Regions from separate parts of the Mus musculus genome. Here regions 2, 3 and 4 are each linked to region 1. The links are chromatin contacts, called in public Micro-C and promoter capture Hi-C maps. All regions are on one chromosome and are shown on one strand. The core of a region is the stretch at or near the end of the contact, and the rest is flanking DNA. Distances in the headings are between cores, read along the strand shown. Region 1 holds the start of Lmx1b (LIM homeobox transcription factor 1 beta). Region 2 holds the start of Skida1 (SKI/DACH domain containing 1). Region 3 holds the start of Bmi1 (Bmi1 polycomb ring finger oncogene). Region 4 holds the start of Spag6 (sperm associated antigen 6).

Region 1 (3,192 bases), core at 439-2,938:
ATAGAAGCACGAGAGACGTGTACCGAAAACACACACACTCATTGCCTGGAAAGACGTAAGGACACACAAACACAAAATGTATGTGCACAGGAATACGGGTGCACACGTTCTCAATAGCTTCCGCGAGGCGGGAGCGCGGACACACACAGACACACTCCGATACCCACCGACACACACGCAGGTACTGGGGTGGGGCGGTGACCGCTAATCCTCCACAAAGCCGGGCCCCTCCGGGGGGCCCCCCCAGCACAGGGGGCCACTTCTGACCAAGCCTCCCTCAGGCTCCAAATCTGATCCGCCCTCTCGCCTCTAGCGGGGTCAGGGGACCCGCCCTCCGAGCCCTCCATCCCCTCCCGGCTTCGCGCCGCTGCTCCACAGCCGGAGGGGCCAGGGCCGCCCAGCAGCAGCTCGCAGGGGCTGTTAACTCCTGCCCTGGGACCGCACCATCCCTCCTGCTATTCCAGGACGAAACCCGCGCGGGAGTGGTGGGGCCGAAGGTACCCTGTTTCCCGATGCGACGTCTTCTAGTTTTCTCGCGGATGTCTGGCCGGATGCACCCAGGAGTCTCCAGCTGCGTGCCGCTGGCCTTGCGTTGCCCGCTGTCGAGGCCCACTTTGCCAAGGGTGGCCAGCGCTCAGTCTCTAACCCTGGCCAGGTCCCTTAGCCACAATGAAAGGGCACCGATTTCAGAGGTCACACAGATTTCCTTAGAACGACTGTACCCATGCCGTTCCAGGCCTCCACCCCTAGATCTTGAGGACACCACTTCTTACCTGCCCCTCATACTCCAAGCCTTGGGAGGCCCAGCCTTCGCCCACTGACCCCGGCCGGGAACAAGATATCTTTCCGAGCCCTGTTGACCCTCTTAACACTCTCTTGGTCTCAACCCGGGCCTGACCGTCCTCTTTCACCCAAGATCTCCCATTCTGGCTATGAGAGCCCCCTCAACTCATTCCCCCGCCCTATTTCTGCCAGGCCTGGGCTTTTTGGGACTACTTACTCAAACTACAGCCCTTACACCCCCTCCCCAGGTCAGGGTTCCCTTTGGCGAGTCCGGGGCCAGCGGTTCTTGCTTACATTTGATGTTCCCCATCCCTCGACCCTAGGAGCCCTCTCAGCACACCAGGCTGTCCGGTGCAGGCCCCGCCTCCCGAGGGGACACCAACTCAGACCCTGCGACCTACCTTAGACTACGAGTCCGGGTTTGGGCCAGCCGCTCCCGCCTGGCGCTGTCCCCTGGAGAAGTCGCTGCGTTCCCCGCCGTCCTCACAGTCTGGCCTCGCTTGGGGCCACTCCTCTGAGCGCTGGAGCTTAAAAAAAAAACAACAAAAATATTAATAATAAAAAAGGCAAGAAAGAAAAAAAAGAAAGCCTGATTTCCCCAACTCCCAAATCAATTTTTCAAGAGGGGTGGGGCACAGGATTTGTTTCGATGGCTAACCAAACTTCTGCCAATGGTGGACAGGATGGTCGCCTGGATTCAGGGCGCGGCACGGGGTGCAGGACGGGGGCTAAGGGAGCCCTCCCGCAGGGAGGGGGGGAGGCGACGGCACTATTTGACGTGGAGCAGCCGGCTCATCCCGGCGCAGTGATACGAGGCGCACCAATGAGTTCAAATGTCAGGAAGTTTGAGGAGGGGTGAGGCGGCTCGGGGCCGGAGTATCCCTCCGCCGCCAGCCCCAGCTCTAAACCGAGCGGCTCCTCGGGCGCACCATGGCACTGGAGTAGTGCGGGGAGCGCGCCTGGAGCCCCGCGGCCTGCTGCGCCCCGCCCGGGACCCTGCTGCGACGCCCGCGCCCCCCCAGCCCGCGGGGCCGCCCCTGCACCCCCGCCCCCTCCCCCGCCCGCCGCCGCCGCCGCCGCCTCCTCCTACTCCTCCGGGCGGCTCCGCGTGCCGCCCGCTGCTGCAGCCGGGACCCGGGGCTGACAAGCAGGTGACAGGCGAGCAGCGAGTGCGCGTGGCTGCGAGTAGCCGGTAGAGAGCGGCGCGCGGGGCTGCCAGCCGCCCGGGCCCTCCCGCACGACGCCGGGGCCCGGGGCCAGCGCGCCGCCGCTCCACGCTCGCCCCGGGGCAGCGGGCGGCCCCGACCCCGCGGGCGCCGCGCCTCCCCGGCTGCAGCGGAGCGGGCGGACGGGCCGGAGGGTGAGCGGCCCAGCCGGCGGGGTCCGCAGCGCGCCGGGCGTCCCATGGATATAGCAACAGGTCCCGAGTCGCTGGAGAGGTGCTTCCCTCGCGGGCAGACGGACTGCGCCAAGATGTTGGACGGCATCAAGATGTTGGACGGCATCAAGATGGAGGAGCACGCCCTTCGCCCCGGGCCCGCCACCCTGGGGGTGCTGCTGGGTGAGTGCTGGGTCGCAACGCTCGAATAGTGCGGGTCAGGGGGTAGGGTTGTCCGTCGTGCCGCTGTGGATACCGGCGTGAGGGGCAAAGAATAAAGAAAATAGGTTTTCAGGACGTGGGGAGGGGGTCCGGACCCCTGGAATGACCACCGGAGGGGTAACAAGCACACCGAGACAGAGCTCCCTGAGGGGAAAACGTTCAGGGACGTCACCTAGACAGAGGACTGAACAGCCTCAGCCGTCACTCACACCGTCCTCTCCGGGTCTGGGTTCTAGTGCTGCTACACTGGACTGAGCTGGGGTGGGAAGCGGGTGGCAGGGATGCTGGAGAACCAAGTTGTCTCCTTAGAGCCCGGGAGAGAGGCCAGGTCACCTGGGGAAGGGGAGCTTTTAGAAGAGAAAACTATCCCCGGGTCTATCCCAACCGCGGTTCTTGGGGTAGAAGGTTCCAACAGCATCGTGGGGCGTGTCAGCCAGCGAGTGTCCTGGCCTCACCTCGCTGGTTGGGTTCCAGCCGGCCACCCCGCGCGGAGCTCCTTCTCGTTGGTAATAACACCATCCGCTGGATCTCCGCGAGCGGGGAGAGCGCAGCGCCCAGCCAAGGCTGCAGGCCCTCGGCCTCACGGCGCCCCAGCTTACGGAAAGGAGCGTGCTGTCTAGGGCTGCCGGGTCTCTGGCTCGCCGGCTGGGGTCCTCAGGCGACGGGAGGCGCTCCGGGGCTGGGCCAAGCGGCGCTGACGGCCCGGCTCTCGCCCTGTGCGCTGCAGGCTCCGACTGCCCGCATCCCGCCGTCTGCGAGGGCTGCCAGCGGCCCATCTCCGACCGCTTCCTGATGCGAGTCAACGAGTC
Region 2 (3,192 bases), core at 383-2,882, about 16 Mb after region 1:
TTTGCTGAATTTTGCAAAGCAGCCAACCACCCATCTGAGATCCTACAAATGCAAGTGGAAAGACCCTTCCTCTCACTTGGCAATATTTTGGATATCCTTGAAAACGACAGCAAACCATGCTAGTGACTAAGAAGAGGTTAAAGCAGACTGATCTTCATCCAAAGTGATTTTTCTTAAGACAAATGTCTGGCTTTCACAGGGGAAACATGGGAGCCGTGGAAGAGTCCTCTAACCCTCCAGTCAAACCATCACCAACCACTGAAATGGTCCGCTGCGCCATAGAGCAGCACTTTCTTTTCATTGTTTTTATGTAAAACTTCTGGGATCACCTTGGGGAGCCGTCCCTTTCCTTCCCTTTGCTGCAGAAGGAAGTATCTGCTCCCTGGAATTCGGACCTGTGGACAAGCTTCCAGCTCAGGCCGGTGCTGGGCACTCTAGAATGACCTCACCTCTACTCCAGGCTAGTTAATGGTGAAAAGTGTACTCATCTCTGGCTTATCTGTGCTTTGTTATGGGCCTGACGAGAAACTACCTTCCCCCTGCCCCACTCCTCAGCAAAGAAGCGAAATCCAATTGAATTGTTACATGTTCCTGAGGTGGAGCCTCGAACTGCTTTCTTGGTCAAATAACTTTGTTTCTGGTTGTAAAAGGCATGGGGGGTGGGGGGACTCGAGAGAAATTGCCAACGTAAGTCTGTACTGGGCTGGGTCACCTCAGGGTTTAACTTTAGAGCTCCCAGCCAGTCTCCTCCACTCCCAGAAGGGAAATACCAGGCTATTCTGCACGTTTTCCCTTAAGCTTCATTTTCCAAAGAAAAGAAGGGTGGGGTATATCTATTTGAGCTTGATAATGTTTTTTAAATGCTTTCCTTTGAAACGATAATAGCTGTATCGGTAAAATGCAAATAAAGCAAAAATAGGCAGTATTTCTTTAAAGGGGAATATACGGTTCTCTCTCTCTCTCTCTCTCTCTCTCTCTCTCTCTCTCTCTCTCTCTCTCTCTCTCTCTCTCGTACATACACTGCTTCTGATGAAGTCTGTGAGTCAGGCTGTTTCTGAGCTCCGATAGTTTAATGGAAAGATTTATATACCGGCTGTATTATTTACTTTGGGAGGGGAGGTGGCAGTATAAGGGTATGCTAATTAGTAGGAGATTTTGGGGGGAAGGGGTGGAATATCAATTTTTATTGCATCACCTGTCAGGAGTGTCCAATCAGCGTTGGCTTTAGGGGAATTAATTGATGAAGGTGTCTCCGGACGAGCTCACTTCACTCTGTCATTTTATTTGTAGCTAAAGCAGCGGCGGGAATAGCAGCTGCATTTCTTTTCTCTTTCTCCCTTCACATTCCATTATCATAGTGCTCCAATGGAGAAGGAAGGAGTAGCGGGGCCCAGGTACTGATCCGCATCGAGGACTCAGACCAACACACTGGCAGAGCTGAAACCGGATGGTCTTTTCCCTCTTTTTTAAAAAAACGAAAACCAAAAAAAAAAAAAAAAAAAAAAAAAGCGAGAATCAAGTCAGTGTAATTTCTTGGGGTTTTTCTTCCCCCCCCCCAACCCCCCAGTAATTCGCCTAGAGTTTGGCACTCCCTTCGCCGGGAATAACAGTCTTTGTTATTTTATTAGCAGGATGCCTTGAGACACACGCAGCATCTGGCGGAGGATTAACATACATACATGTGTATGTATGCGTCACGTATATATTTACTGCAAATGGTGGGGATCATTTAGTGCCCGAGATGGGAGACCTGAAGTCAGGTTTCGAAGAGGTGGATGGCGTGAGGCTCGGCTACCTCATCATTAAAGGGAAGCAAATGTTTGCTCTCTCCCAAGTCTTCACAGATCTGCTGAAAAACATCCCGAGGACGACCGTGCACAAGCGCATGGATCATCTGAAAGTGAAAAAGCACCACTGCGATCTGGAGGAGTTGCGGAAACTCAAAGCAATCAACAGTATCGCCTTCCACGCGGCCAAATGCACGCTCATCTCCCGGGAAGACGTAGAAGCGCTCTACACATCCTGCAAAACCGAGCGTGTGCTCAAGACCAAGCGAAGGAGAGTCGGTCGGGCCCTGGCCACAAAGGCGCCGCCGCCAGAGCGCGCCGCCGCCGCCAGCCCCCGCCCGGCTTTTTGGAAGGACAAGCACCAACTTTGGCGGGGCCTGAGCGGAGCCGCGCGGCCCCTGCCAATCAGCGCGCAGTCCCAGCGTCCGGGCGCCGCCGCCGCGCGCCCCGCCGCCCATCTACCTCAGATTTTTAGCAAATACCCGGGCTCCCACTACCCGGAGATCGTTCGCTCGCCTTGCAAATCCTCTTTAAACTATGAAACTGCCCAGCTCCAGGGAAACTACGTCGCCTTCCACTCGGACCCCGCTTATTTTCGGAGCCTGCTGTGCAGCAAGCACCCGGCTGCAGCCGCCGCCGCCGCCGCCGCCGCTGCTGCTGCCGCCGCCGCCGCCGCCTACTACCAGACTGCCGGGCCTCAGCCCAAGGCGGCGACCGGCGCGGGAGGCCCAGTGAGCCTGACTTACCGCTGCAAGCGCAAGCGCGGGGGCGCCAAGAACTGCCTGCTCCCGCCTCACGCCGGAGCCCGGCGCCTGCTGCTGCTGCCCAGATCCTACAAAGCCAAGGCGGCGGCGGCGGCAGCAGCGGCGGCTGCTGCTGCGGCGGCGGCGGCCGGGGCCACTTGCTTGGAGAGGTTTCATCTGGTCAACAGCTTCTGCCCGCCTCCCCACCACCACCATCACCATCACCACCATCATCATCACCATCACCACCGAGCCCAGCAGCCAACGCCGAGTCACCACCCCTCTCATCACCACCGGCCGCAACCCCATCTAGGAAGCTTTCCCGAGAGTTGTAGCAGCGACTCCGAGTCCAGCTCCTACTCCGACCATGCAGCCAATGACTCGGATTTTGGCTCCAGTTTGTCCAGCTCCAGCAACTCGGTGTCCTCAGAGGAAGAGGAGGAGGAAGGAGAGGAGGAGGAGGAAGAGGAGGAGGAGGAAGAGGGGGGCAGCGGGGCCTCGGATTCCAGTGAAATCAGCTCGGAGGAGGAGGATTCTTCCACCGAGTCAGACTCCAGCTCCGGGTCCAGCCAAGTGTCAGTGCAGAGCATCCGTTTCAGGCGCACCAGCTTCTGCAAGCCTCCCAGCGTGCAGGCGCAGGCCAACTTCTTGTACCATCTGGC
Region 3 (3,192 bases), core at 482-2,981, about 15 Mb after region 1:
CCTAAAGGTTGGGGGAGTTCCTATAAAAATAGCTTGAACTGCCACCACACATCTGCATTAGGGTAAATATGCCCGGAATTTTGCCTACTTTAAAGCGAAGGGGTTAATGCTCAATTCTCTTTCAGATATTGAACCGTGACCACTAAGCCCACTAAATCCTTTTATTGCAATTGGGAATGATCAAAGTCTCTCTCCTTGTTTATTTCCAATTATTAACTGTAAAGCTCTGGGGAAACGATCATGCTCCAGCGCTGTCAAGTCCAAATGACTACGTAAACATAAGCAATCAACGCGTTAGTGCTCCTTCTCCGAAGCATCCATCCCCTTACTTCATGACCTATTCTGACATTTAGCAAAATCTATAAAATGCAATGGACCTAAGTCTCAGCTCATCCCACAGCAAAGGGGAAAGTTGTAGTGTCTTCGAGAGAAAAGAAGAAAAAAGGAGGGGTGAGAGTGGAGAGAGAAAGGGCGCTCAGCAAGGCTAACGTACAGTCACCGGCTTCACTCCAAAACAAAGCTCAAATTTTAAATGCCCACCTCCTTGAGAGCTCGCCCCAAGTACGTATGGAACCCCTGTCCTCGACTCCCAACAAATACCACCTTGAAAACTTTACCCTTTCCAACACAAATGCACAAGACCTTGGAAACAACTGGGAACCGCCATCTTACCAGCCATCCAATTTCACACAAGTGTCCCTCCAACTTAAGTTAATAACATTTTTGTCGGGGCTCCCCCCAGCCTAACACCCACCTCGTCGGGATCGCTGTTCCCCACAGTACCCATCCCTATAAAATGGGGGCGTTCCCTGGAGGTTCAAAGACCTCCAGAGCCCTTTCTTCGGGAGAGGAGGGAAGCCACTGGACCCAGGCAGCGCCCGATCTCGGGATCCCGTCCCCGTTTCAGCAAAGTCTACCTCTCAACAAAGGGCGCAGCGGCCGCGGGAGCCGCGCAGGCTGGAGACACAAGTGCCGCTCTCGGGGACCATGTGCGGCGCGAGGGTGCCGAGGGGCGCTCGGGGGAGCGGGGAACTAAAACGTGGGGCGGCGCGGCGCGGCCGGGCGCGGGCGGCGGCCGGAGCGGCTGGAGCGCGGTCAGGCGGCGCTGGTGCGGGCTGCGGGGCGTCCGGCGCCGCGGGAGGCGGCGGGCGCGCGGGCGCGGGCGCGGGGCGCGGGCCGGTTGCCCACGCTGTCAGCGCCTCCGCCCCCCCCCCTCCACGCCGCCCCGACCCCCACCAGTCCCCGGCCACGGCCCGTCGGCGCCTCGCCTCCTACGTACCCGGAAAGAGCGGCCGGCGCGAGGCGATCTGAGCGGGCGGAAAAGACAATGAAAGTTAAAAGTCGTTCAGCATAAAATGAATGCGAGCCAAGCGGCCATCTTGGAGCGAGCCGCCGCCGCCGCTGTCAATGGGCACCGAGCGCGGCCGAGAGCAGCCACGGCCGCCGCGCTCCGCTCATGCCGCTCCCCCGCCGGCCTCCTGCTCGCGCGCTGCGGCCTCCTCCTCCCGCGCGGCCTCCTCCGCCTCCGCGCGGCCTCCGCCGCCGCCTCCTCGGGGCCTCTCCTCCTCCTCGGCGCAGCCGCCGCCTCCCGGCCGCGCTCGGGGGAGGGCGCGCAGAGGGGCCGAGCCGTATTATTCTGCGGGGCCGGGAGGTGTTGCTAAGCCTGCGCGGGGCTCCCTCGCCAACCTCCCCATTGTCTCTCCCGATCTCTGCCTTTAATACTACGATTATGATTTCAGACTCGCGTGGGGGAGGCGGGCTGGCGGGCGGGCGGGGGGCGCCGAGTGTGCTTGCGGGCCGGGTGGCGGGGGAGGGGAGGGAGGACCAGGAGGGGGAGGGGAGGGTGGAAAAAAATGCACGGCTGAAGGCAGAGTGGAAACTGACACCGGCTCCAAAATGGCTCGGAGTCCGCCCGCCCCCTCCCCCGCCCCCCGCCGGGTCACGTGCTCCCCTCATTCCTTAAGGGCGGCCTGGGAATTAGTGTCGGTGTAGTCGGGCCCGTGGCCGCCCCCTCCCCTCGCAGCGCGCCGCGAGCCGCGCGCCCAGCCCCCTCCCCTCCCCGCGCAGCGCGCCGGGGCCGCGACGGAGGCATTTCTCCACAGCGCCACACGCCGCTCTCCCGGCGCGGCCCGCTCGGCCCCGCACGCCGCCCCGCCCCCCACCATGTCTCCTGCTTCTGGCGCACACGTCCGCGGGGCCCGCCGCCGGGGGCGCCCGGCCGCTGCCCCGGCTCGGCCCTGCCGAACCTGCGCCGGATCGGGCCCGCGGAAACAACAGCGGCCGCCCCGCCCGCTGGCGGCCGGGAAGAGGCGCGCGCGGGCAGCGGCCGGGCTGGCTCCGCTCGCGGGGTCGGGCGGGCCGGGCGCAGGTAACGGGCGGGCCGGGCAGCGAGCACGGCCCGGCCGCACACCTTTCCCGAAACACTTAACCTGGGGCAAGGCAGGCGTCCGAGCCCACGCAGGGCAGATGTGCTTGGCACACTCAGTCGTCAAAGTCACACACAAACTCCAAACAGAATGCCGCCCTTCTTGTGGGAATACCACCGTATTTATTCAGGGTACGATACTTTAATAGGGCTTGAAGACGCTCAAGATAGAAGGAACGCAAGAGTAATACTGAAAATCCAGATGCTTAAGAGTCTCCCTCTTAACCATTTCACATGTGTAAAAAAAGTGTCAAAATTGATGGTTGGCATCACTTCAAAAGGGTGCTAGCTCTTTTTCCACTGAAAATGACATCCAGCTCGCGCGAACGATGGTCCAGCAGGAGACAAGGCGCGTCTGGTTTTCCTCTAGGCTCCTGGGGTCATCAGCCTCCCCAAATTACAACTGAGTTGCTCTTTCCAGGCTTTTTGAAGCATCCTTAAGTTTCCCCACCAAGTCCTAAAAGATGTACAATCATGTCACAACTTGGGCATACAAGTGAGGAAGCAGCAACTCTGAAGCAGCTGCAAGAACACAGTCGGAAGGAAGAACACCTAAGGAGTCCACGGGAGCTCAACAGCTCGCAAAGCCCTTTGGAAAAGAAGCGCTTCTTCTGCTGGATCTGGTCCTCCAATCAGGTATTCAAGTTCTAGTTAAAAGGGAATTTCTAACAGAATTTTTGCAGGCTGAGAATATCTAAATTATCTCTCAACTTCTCTAAGGAAGGTTATGATTCACACACATTTTCTGTTTAAAGTTTCGCTAATAT
Region 4 (3,192 bases), core at 496-2,995, about 15 Mb after region 1:
AAAGAATCTTGACTATGGCATAGGTTCTAGAGACAAAAGTTTATATAGCCTGAAACAAAACTGAAAAGATGGAAACTAGGATCAAAGAATTTCTGCCACAGTATCCTCCCTGGAATCTGTTCTAAAGTTTTAAAAGATGGCACTGGCAGAGCCCAAATTTACAATTATTGTAAATTTACATGTAATGTTTACACTTACTTAAATATTGAAAACATACTTTATTATAAATGGCTCCCCTTCACAACCAGAGATAACACCTAAGGGATAAACAGTAAAATTCAGTGAGGAAACAGAGAATCTGATCAAGAGAAGGTGTTTCCTCAAAGAAAGCCAGAAGTAAGCGCTGTCTAGGTGCTGTGACCATGGCAATGTGTTCTTAGTTTATTTTAATGATGTGTTCATTTAAACTAGTTTTAAATTAGATCTCATCCTGTAAACTGAGGTTTTCTTAAGACCTAGTAAGTGGCATCAAGCTTACAGTTCAGTCAGAGGCTTTTGTGGAAAGCTGTCTTCTGGGCGATGCTGGAGGCCCCTTCGTGTGTGTGTGTGTGTGTGTGTGTGTGTGTGTGTGTGTGTCCCTCTGCCTCTCTGTCTTTCAGCCTCAAATCATAAGGTGACTACAGACAAAGACATTTAGAGCAGAGGCTTATGAAGTACGGACCTTTTCCAGGATGTCTAAGTGACTAAGGTGATGGGGAAGGTATTTTCAGTGGTGTAGTCAATGGTAGATTACACTGGTTCCTGTTAGTAATGCTAAACTCATTGGTTCTCCAAACTAGATTTGGATGGAATCCTTTCTGTGGTCTGTGTTTGGTGCCCCATCAGTGTTGTCTCTTCAGAAACACACACACACTCACTAGTGGTGGTGGAACAAAGATGGATTTCACTAACTGTGACCTCTCCTCTTTCCCCTCCTTCCTTTCAGACTAAGGGGTGGGAAAAGGATGCCCTGTAAGATTCACAAAACCAGGTCCGTTTTGCCTGCTTCGAATGTCCTGGAAAAAATTTCAAGCATACTACTCTTACTCCATTAATGCCTAGAGGAGACCAGTGAAATCAGCCTGGGATTTCTTTGCTTCTAGGAAGTGAATGTGATCTAGGAGTGACAAGAGAGGGATAGACTAGGTCTGGTTAGGGTACGTTCCCATCCAGGAAAACGACTTCTGGCAGTTCATATGGCAGGCCGATTGCAACGAAGATGGAAATAATACCAGGCCTCCTCCACTGCCTCACCCACAAGATACCGCGGAGGGGAGGGAGTCCGGCGGAACTTGGCACCACTTTAGCCTACTTCCTCGGCTCCCCAAAAGCTGAGCTAATAAGGGAGCATAAAGACAATGTGGGCAGCTGGGAAAGAAAGAGGACCGGGGACCAAGGGAGGCTGGGGCGCTGGGTGGTGTGAGGATGAAGTGCGGGATGAAGGATGAGGCCAAGGCGATGAAGGAGGAAGATGGATTCGGGATGAGGTGTGGGACCAGGGTCCCATGAGCTGTGAAGGCTCACCCGCATTCTGCAGTGTCTCGATGTTCTGGGGTTTGGTCGCCTGCTCCGCCACCATCTGCACAAACCGGGTCCGGGCGTTCTGGTACAGCTCGAACACTGCAGAGAGAGGCGAAGTGGAGTAGCCCACCCTAGGAGCCAACCCGTCGGGGCGCCTTCCCAAGGCTCCTACCTTGCAGCACCTGCCGCTGGCTCATGGTGCCGCGGCGCGTGTCGGGTCCGCTCGCCGCGACCCCTCAACGTCCCTCGGGACTGCTCTGTGTACCCACACTCCTGGGCAACCAGTCGGAATCGGAACGCAGCCGTCCTGTCGCAACAGTTAAGTCCCAGGCATGACATCACAATGGTCGATGGAGTGGTGGAGGGACGACCTGATAAGCTGGGACTCCAGTGTTGCTCGAGACAGTCCGTCGGTTGTCACTTCCCTGTAGGCGGTGCACAGGGCGCCAGAGTCTCCCGGGAGGACTTGGTCTATGCCGACCCATCCACGAGGCAGGGTTTTCCCGACTGCAGCGCGACTGCAGCGCGAGCGGGCTAGGGGCTGGAGAGAAGGGGTGCGCTCGGGGACCAGGCGTCAGGCAGATAGACGCGTTGGCCCGGCGTGTCCCCGGATCAAAGCAACACTGGCAACACATTACTCCGTGTTGCTCTTAATGCCTCTCTTCCTTACCTGGCACTTCTGATTTCCGAATTCCTGGAGAGTCACAGCAATCGTGTCCATACACTGAATTACGATATATTAACAACAATTAAGGACACTTAGAGAGTCTGTGGAAAAGCAGAAAAGAAAATAATATGATAAATATCCATCTTGCAGGTTTTTCTAATGACTACCAAGTTTGCTGTCTCTATATTTCAATATGACTTCTAAAAAATAATTTCTTTTAAATTCGGGCCTTATTTTGTTGCTCGGTGACATTTCCAAAAGAGACATTTCTTTTTATCTGAAAAGACCAGCTCACATAAATGGAGCTCCGCAGCCTTTCTTTTTCATCAAATTTAAGCACTACAGTTTACCGTTAGTTCTAGCTCCTCTCTTAAAATTCTGCACCAAATGTTTCAGTGACAGGTGTCAATTTTAAATATTTCTCTCTCTGAAACTACCATTTCACCAGGTGTCAAATGGACAACTAGCCACAGCTGCTGCCTAATCGTGGCAGACCGGAAATCTTTGCTATCACCAAGAGGACGCACACACATCTCTGGTTTTCATACTTGGAATCTTCTACTACAGTCACTTTTAACTCCTGATAGGAGCTCTCTGAAGAAGCCTTGGTATTCCCTGGAGTCCTAGAAGGCTGGGACTAGTGTGTCTAGTCCTCTTCACACCCTGGGACAGCCTTTGGCTTCTGCAGGTCAGCAGTCAGAGACACATCCTTTTACTTAACTCTGTAAGTTTCACAGTGGTCTTCTACATTCTCCCCAACAGGACTCCCAGGTACAGATATAGAGGGAAACCCGGAGTGAATTATTAAAATTGCTAATGGAGTGTACTTAATTTATTTTCAGTTCCCTGTAGCATTTTGAAGACTTAAAAAAACAAAAACAAAAACAAAAACAAAACAAAAAACCCCTCACAACTTAAAGGTCCTGGTGCTTAGTTTCAGTCTTTAGACAATTCAAACTCCTAAATTGCTACACCCTCCATTTTTAGTAAGTGCTTTGCTCTTTATTTTCTATGTTCTATTTATT

What was found. Promoter capture Hi-C pulls out the DNA fragments that hold promoters and counts their contacts. A called contact is a pair of places that touch in the nucleus more often than the background predicts.
Region 2: a contact with region 1 is called in a Micro-C map of embryonic stem cells, with 20 times the contacts expected there. The contact joins the promoter of Skida1 here to the promoter of Lmx1b in region 1. A contact is called at or near these places in 1 of 39 promoter capture datasets (embryonic stem cells) and 4 of 484 Hi-C or Micro-C datasets (all in embryonic stem cells).
Region 3: a promoter capture Hi-C map of embryonic stem cells shows a contact between it and region 1, with 5 read pairs. The contact joins the promoter of Bmi1 here to the promoter of Lmx1b in region 1. A contact is called at or near these places in 1 of 39 promoter capture datasets (embryonic stem cells) and 1 of 484 Hi-C or Micro-C datasets (embryonic stem cells).
Region 4: a Micro-C map of embryonic stem cells shows a contact between it and region 1, with 27 times the contacts expected there. The contact joins the promoter of Spag6 here to the promoter of Lmx1b in region 1. A contact is called at or near these places in 4 of 484 Hi-C or Micro-C datasets (all in embryonic stem cells) and 1 of 115 datasets of contacts at active chromatin or transcription factors (embryonic stem cells).

Annotation. Positions count from the first base shown.
Region 1 is chr2:33,639,594-33,642,785 of GRCm38.p6, reverse strand. Lmx1b (LIM homeobox transcription factor 1 beta) reads left to right here and starts at 1,688. Exons shown (of 8, transcript NM_010725.3): 1 at 1,688-2,344; 2 at 3,111-3,192. The coding sequence starts at 2,188. It overlaps Gm39790 (a long non-coding RNA gene), which reads right to left and starts at 3,125. Exons shown (of 3, transcript XR_866136.3): 1 at 2,839-3,125; 2 at 2,556-2,716; 3 at 2,315-2,407. C130021I20Rik (Riken cDNA C130021I20 gene) reads right to left here and starts at 1,593. Exons shown (of 3, transcript NR_046275.1): 1 at 1,442-1,593; 2 at 1,185-1,310; 3 at 1-659.
Region 2 is chr2:18,046,889-18,050,080 of GRCm38.p6, reverse strand. It overlaps Skida1 (SKI/DACH domain containing 1), which reads left to right and starts at 1,632. Exons shown (of 1, transcript NM_028317.3): 1 at 1,632-3,192. The coding sequence starts at 1,742.
Region 3 is chr2:18,675,557-18,678,748 of GRCm38.p6, reverse strand. It overlaps Bmi1 (Bmi1 polycomb ring finger oncogene), which reads right to left and starts at 1,731. Exons shown (of 10, transcript NM_007552.4): 1 at 1,280-1,731. Commd3 (COMM domain containing 3) reads right to left here. Exons shown (of 8, transcript NM_147778.4): 8 at 2,518-2,882. The coding sequence ends at 2,823.
Region 4 is chr2:18,697,575-18,700,766 of GRCm38.p6, reverse strand. It overlaps Spag6 (sperm associated antigen 6), which reads right to left and starts at 1,745. Exons shown (of 11, transcript NM_001001334.2): 1 at 1,673-1,745; 2 at 1,504-1,599. The coding sequence starts at 1,697.